2 separate regions of the Rattus norvegicus genome follow, and region 1 is linked to region 2. Evidence: chromatin contacts called from public Hi-C data. All regions are on one chromosome and are shown on one strand. Each heading gives the region's core, a stretch centred on a gene start, on an enhancer-like site or on the middle of the called end of the contact. The rest is flanking DNA. Distances are from core to core; before and after follow the strand shown. Region 1 holds the start of Myom2 (myomesin 2). Region 2 overlaps Myom2 (myomesin 2).

Region 1 (3,611 bases), core at 472-2,971, 42 kb before region 2:
CACTGGTCTCCTGCATTTTTTATTTTTTTCTGTTCCTAGATCAGCTAATTGACAGGACGTCTGAGGTTCTTACAAAGGATCAGAGATGGAGAGAGCAGAGGGCTGACTGGAAAGGGGAGAGGGTGGAGAGACACACTAGGCATTTAGCATAGAGCTTAGCCAGGGCTGGGAGCAGAGCCCAAGCATTTTCAGTGAAAGGACAATTGTTGGTGGGTTGGTGGGTTGGTGGGTTTCCTTTCCTTGTACATCTTCGGTTTGGATCCTCCAGGTCTCTAGCTTGTACTGAGCCATGTACAGAGACCTGCCTACCAGGGGGGAAGGTCTCATGCTGCATTTGAGGGCCAGGCTGGAAGAGTCCAGCTTTCTCTGTCACCTGCCCAACATTCCTTCTTTCCTGAGTGCTACAAAAACAGGAAGCAAAGAGCTCGCGGAACGAAGACACTTAAAGGTGATACTGAATAATCGGTGGGGGCCCAGATAAAAAGCTGTCCTAGGAGCCAAGGACTTAGTCCCTGGGGCTCACGCCAACTCCATGTGCCCTTTAGAGATGCTGTGCCCATGAGCTCACCCACTGACACCCCTGGCTCTACAAAGGCAGAGAGGAGCTAATGTGTGGGGTAAGCTGCAGAATGCTCTGGGAGGATGTTAAATTATATCTGCAGCAAACTTGTATGTGACTCGCATGAGCCAGGGACCTTAACACCAGGGACTGTTACGCGCAGAACGAGGGGAGATTGTCAACTTTGCACAGCTGTTTTAAACCGTCCGCTTAATTTTCTTTTGCGAAATAGGACGGCGCTGTCTGTGGGTTGCTGTAAGAACTACCCGAGTGGAAGCTTCTTGGTTGGGATCATTTCCTGTGTCAAATTCAATATATATTGAAGCGTTTTGGGGGAGCCTGTGAGCCCTCGCAGACAGCTGAGTACTTTGTGGAGACAAAGTTGTATCCCTCCATATCTTATGCTAAGGGTCTCAAGGCAGGGTCCTGCAGAACCCAGCCATGTGTAATGGATTCTCGGTGCCCCTAAGGCTTGATTTGTGCCCAGTTGTTGGCTTTGCTGGTAAGAGGTCCTTTTTGGCAATAAGTCATTTTGAAAAGACTTTGGACAAGTAGATTGGGGAAAAGTTGAGGAAAAGTCCATTTCGTGGACTCAGGGCTTGTGCCCTGGGGTCTACTCTGTACCAGGTGACCCTCCTCTTCCATGAATTTATTCCATGTTTTTTATGAACTTTGGCACGTTCGGCTGTGTGAATAACTTCTTTACTTGCAAGAGGAGTAATAAATGCTTTCAGCTTGACATATCCTTACAAACCAAAGCTGTGTTTAGTGGCACACGCAGGATTGTTCCCACTGTTCCTTGCAGGGAGGGCTTAGAATAAGGTACATCAAAGACACGCAGTCCCAGTGCTGGGGGACAGGCTAGAGTTTCATGATGGTGTCATGATTCCTAAACATGTCAGGAGCCTCTCGGGTGTGGTTCCAGAGCTGGACTGAGGAGGAAAGTGTCTGGGAGTGTTCAGGAGAGCAGCTGGTGTCTTGGCTCTGCTGGAATGCACCAGTAGGTCGGGTGGGGCGTGTTCATCTGAGAGGGCTCAGCATTACTGGTCAGCATGGCCTCTGATGTTAGCTCCGTACAGCCCTGGACCTATGCTGCCAGAGCAAGGGGTATTTAGAGGAATATTTCTGGCATTAGTTCAGTCCCCTGGTTTTATAGCAGCCCGGCTGCGAGCCTTCAGGCCTTGGGGTCTCTGGAACCAAAGCCTCTTTGTCTCCCGAACTCCAGGGGAACCTGATCTTTGAAGAAGAGGTACTCCTCATCTTTCTGGGTATGTGTGGGGGCACTTATAGCATTTCCTAAAGAGGACAGCAGTAGTGTTAGGCTGGGTGAACCCTTTTACTTCTCTGTGCCTGAGCATTTACTGGGCTACAGAACTATACTTCTGGGAGGTTCAATTGATATAACTTGGGTTATGAGCTTGGCCTGACTCAGGGAGGTTCTGAAGTGTCAGGTCCCAAGGAGTCAGCCATGGCTGCAGAGCACATGCTGGGGTTCCGGTGCTCCCCTTTTCTATATCTCTTTGGGTATGACACTGATAGCAATCTGAAGAGAGAAGTGAAGCTGAGGGTCCTAGGCACATGGGTGCAGCCTGCATTGTCCCCGAGCAATGAGTTCTGAAGTGTTCTGTCCTTTAAGTCCAGTGGTCTTGGATTCGTCAGTGGGTATCTATTAGTTGTTTCTAAAGGCTGTGGTTTGAAAAACGGGTAGAGTAGAGAGTGCTTGTACCTGGAGAGCATGAGACAAGCCTGACTTTGATATAAGGGAACAAAACATTTGGGAGAAGTGCTGTAAAGGGCTGCTGCCCTTGCCAAAGGCCCCCTGGGTGTCGTATCCACAGTAGGTCAGTGTGTCAGAGTGAGGGGCCCAGGAAACGTGACCACTTGAGGTCAGTGGTTCCTCTCTAATAACTGCAAAGTGTGTGTTCCTCACATATGAAGTGCTTGAAGACTTCCAGGCCCACCCGGCGGCGGCGTGTGAGGGTAGTATCAGAGATATCAGAGCCGTGCGCTGTCTGTGCCTGGGGCATTGAGTGGGACTATCAGAACAGTTAAAGGGAAGACAGTCATGGAGCTGTACTTACATTATGCACAGAAGCATGGGCTTTGCCAAATGTGCATGCCCCTCTTTGGTGTATAGTTAGTTCCACTAGGGATGCAGCATGTGTTTGGAGTCCTTTTTGCAGAGGTATACAAGCAAGTTTGAAGGTTAACATAGCACACACATGTATGGAAGTAACATAGGAAATGATACAATAGCTTATGGTTTCTGATGAAGTGCTCATCAGGAGATGGCTCAAGGAAGAATTCCTAGAGAAGAATCTATGGTGGCTACCTCTGTAGTGCTGGCCCAGTTTTAGCTAACACCCCCTCCCCCATATGCACAGCTCCAGAGACAGCACGTGCAGCCACGCGCAAGCAGACCTCTTTTGGCAATTGTCTTGCTGAAACACAGCCGAGGCTCTCCCATGCTAAATCGATAGGGCCTTTCAGGTACCCCTTCCTATCTAGGGTTCAGTGTCACAGTTCAGTGTCACAGTGACCTGTGACAGAGACAGCCACGGGTTCTGTTGTTTGTAACTTTCTACCAAGCACAGTGCCAGCTGTTACATAGATTCAGTGTGGAATATCAGGGCCGGAGAGATTAGAAGTAAGCCCCAAGCATCGTAGAGCGGGAGTCAAGTTTGGCCTCAGCTTGGAGCCTGGCACTTGACCTCTGAGTTCTCCTTGAAGGCTGGCTGGGTTGGTTCTGTGTGGCCCTTGGGGCACAATGCCTTGTTACACATTTGTAACCTGTGTATGATGGCACACCCCACACTCTGTGGAATCCATACATGTCCTCCGGGCTAGGAGATGGCTGGATCACAAGTCAATTTTTAAGAAGAAATACCGAAATACACTAGTGTGTCAAAGCATAAAAACCATAAGATAGGCATCTACTGCCCTTCAGGAGTGGGTAGTGGACTGGGCTAATTGGATAATCCCTACGGTCTTTCTCAGCTCAATAATTCTTCGATCCCACGGTCTCAACAGGAATTGATCATGGGGTAAATCA
Region 2 (3,226 bases), core at 597-3,096:
AGAGCTTGCAGACAGGGCTAGCTTGGTGATCCAGCTTGCTCCAGAGATCCTGAGTCTCTGCCCTTTGAGCGGTGCCAGGACCTTGTTGCTGTCCCTAGACGAGGTGATCTATGACAGGTGCTGTTGTAGCTTTTTTGTCGAGCTCACTCTGTTCCTGAACAGAAGCAGGAGCGACACTTTAAAATACGAATGCCACAGCTGCATATTCCATTATAACATTATCTTTTTATTCTCAAGAGATATGGTCAGGCTTTTATTTTGAACTCCAGATAATTTTATCACATTTCTAGAAGTTAGGGTTTTCCTCCTGCAAAAGTGACTTTTATTCTCCTGATATAATTATCATCTTCGAGGCTTCTTGCCTTCCTGTACTGTCCTAGGCCTCACCCTGGACGCTTCTAGCCTCCATATAGTGTACTCTAGTCCTACGATGTTTTCAGCTCTTTCTGAACTCTGGCTGGCTGGTTCAACTCAGCTTTTCTGACTTAAAACACCTCTCCGAGCTGACTGATTCAATCTGGCTTCTCCTGAGTTTCTCGGCTTGGTCTCATATTCACTTTAGCAATCTGTTCGAATCTTCTGGCTCCTTCTCACTCTCTAGTTCATTCTGTCTTCCCTGGTGCCTGGCTTGTTCTCTCTCTGCAATCCGTGTCTCTATAACTATCCTGGTAAACTGCCCTCTCTCTCCTCTCCTCGGCATGTCTCCCTCTGTTGCCTCTCTTTCCTCTCTCTTCTCCTGAGAGTTGGGCCGGTCCTATTCAGTCAAATCTTCTCTGATTCATCACTTTGTCTGCCACTCAATTAGATGTCACTTTCAACAAGGATGCTTCCTTCTGCAAACTAACCTTACCTTCAGTGTTTGGGATTAAAGGTGTGTGCTAAGGGTGAGCCACACCACAGCTAGAAACAGTTTTTTTCCCAGTAAACAATACAATCTCCATGTTCACGGTGTGATCAAATATCCTGCAACACCCTCCTGGCAACATTATTCCTGGGATCCCTTTATTTATTTTTCATTATTTTTGAGACTGGATCTCTCTATGTAGCCCTGGCTCACCTAGAACTCACTATATAGTTCAGGCTGGCCTTGAGCTCACAGAGATCCACCTGTCTCTGCCTTCCACATGCTGGGATTAAAGGCCTGTATGTACTATGGGCCTCCCGAGGACAGTCTGAGGGCTGTGGAACTCGGCTGAGGACTAACTCCCAGATGAGCCAGGACTAGAGAACATCTGGTTCTGATTTCTACCTCTCTGCCCTCCCCAAAAGGATTCACATTCTTCCTTACTTGCCTCTTATCTAACGCAGGAAGCCAGAGGCTTGTGTTTGCTCTCAGTGGGAATTCCTGGCTTCTGTCTCCACAGATGATGAACCAGGTTCCTCAGAGAGAGAGAGGGATGCAGGGGCATACTCCTAAGCTTGTTGGGGAAGGTGATATGATGGCCAAAAGGGGAAACATGAGCTACGTACCCACATTGAGCAGATGTTTTCATCCCTGAACTTAGAACACACACAGTGGATTGTGCTGCCCCCTTCTGGCCACACAATGATTGTTCTTCACACAGGCAGATTGGAGGCTCTATTTGTTTAGCCTCAGGCACTGGGGTTGGGGTGGGGTGTGGGGGCACCTACTGTCTCCACGTCTGCAACAGGCTTAAACGAGTTCCTGTCCTATTGTCAAGATATTGGCCATGGCATTTAGAAAGAGCCACGAATGCAGACGAAAGAGTCAGGCCCTTTAAAGGAAGCAGGGACCACAGGCAGTGACAGTTAAGGGGGAAGGTGTGTCCTTGGGACTGCTGCCTGTGCCTTGTTCTCCTGTGACTCCAGAGCCGACCGCTTGGTGACTTGTCTCGCTTCTGTGTTCTTGCAGCTGTCCCCTCTCATCCCTACGGGATTACCCTTCTCAACTGTGACGGTCACTCCATGACCCTGGGCTGGAAAGTGCCCAAGTTCAGCGGCGGCTCTGCCATCATAGGTTACTACCTGGACAAGCGGGAAGTGCATCATAAGAACTGGCACGAGATCAACTCTTCGCCTGTCAAAGAGAGGATCTTAACGGTTGGTTTCGTTTGTGCCTCTGCTTCTGCCTAGGCATTTTGGCTGGACTCCTTCGCTCAGGGTTTCAGAGTTCAGTGGATTTGGGGCCCCTTGATCCTGAAGAACTAGTAGTTTAAAAAAATCCTAGACGTAAGAGGGTATGGTGTTTTGGAATAACATAGATCTTGGGAATCTAAGAAGCAGTAAAGAGGTCGTGTCATAATCGAGCGATTTCATAGTTGGTTAATGAACGGCCCTGGTTGGCAGGAAGGACGCTTTCCATACTAGAAGCAGAGCCTGGCGCTTGGGGAAGGATCTAGCCCAGCAAATGCCAAGGAGAGGGCACTCAGCTCTTTGTTGATAAGTTGATAAGATGATAACCACCCTTTCCTAGAAATCCCAATGGTTCCCATCTCCCACCCCCATGCACATCACACTCAGATACAGAGGACCAAATGCAGATGTAAGCCCTTGACTGTGATTTCAATTTTCTGAGCCGTAGACTTCTCATCTGAGGAGTGATGAATGAATTCATCTCAACCCCAACACATAAAGGCTGATCAGAGCAGACACAATGGAGAATGAGAATTTGGGAAGAGTCCTTAGCAGTTAAATATGTCTTAGAAGTTTCTGCTTTATGATATGCTTTATATATACTATATATACATATATAACATGCTTCATGTTTATAATGTAATTATATAATATAGTATACTTTACCTTTTATTATAATTAAATAATATGATAAATTTTATCTTTATAATATAATATATTTATCCTTATAATGTGATGTAACATACTTTATAATATAATATACCTTATCTTTATAATATACTTATATAATATACTTTTTCTTATAGTATTTTTATATAATATAGTACGTACTATCTTTATAATATAATTATATAATGTAAAATAATATAATGTAATTATGTGTCATTTAAACTATATTTACACACATATAGGTTATGGTGTATTGTGACTTAAACTCAGATTTGGTGTGACAATATTCACCCTTAGCCTCCAGTGGCTCCTTACTGGACCTGTGTCCCTGGCAGAACGGGCTTCCCACTCTGTGTGAGATGCTCTATCCTCCGGGGAGTAAAGCAGTCTAACCACCAAGGTCTCACTTTGGAAATCCATATTCTGACCTGGATATGGCTTTCATCCTACCAAGCTGCTGAGT

Evidence for each region. A called contact is a pair of places that touch in the nucleus more often than the background predicts.
Region 1: a Hi-C map of psoas muscle shows a contact between it and region 2, with 1.9 times the contacts expected there. The contact joins the promoter of Myom2 here to the enhancer-like site in region 2. A contact is called at or near these places in 3 of 12 Hi-C or Micro-C datasets (the Rat2 cell line, liver and psoas muscle).

What each region holds. Positions count from the first base shown.
Region 1 is chr16:81,290,533-81,294,143 of GRCr8, reverse strand. Myom2 (myomesin 2) reads left to right here and starts at 1,721. Exons shown (of 37, transcript NM_001169141.1): 1 at 1,721-1,827.
Region 2 is chr16:81,248,556-81,251,781 of GRCr8, reverse strand. It overlaps Myom2 (myomesin 2), which reads left to right. Exons shown (of 37, transcript NM_001169141.1): 18 at 1,874-2,061. Among named protein-coding and RNA genes, the nearest start is that of Myom2, 42 kb to the left of the region's middle. Within about 2 kb of position 1,846, at least 2 of the 93 cell types and tissues checked have an H3K27ac peak or open chromatin away from gene starts, as enhancers often do. A contact at or near this core is called in liver, where this site is marked.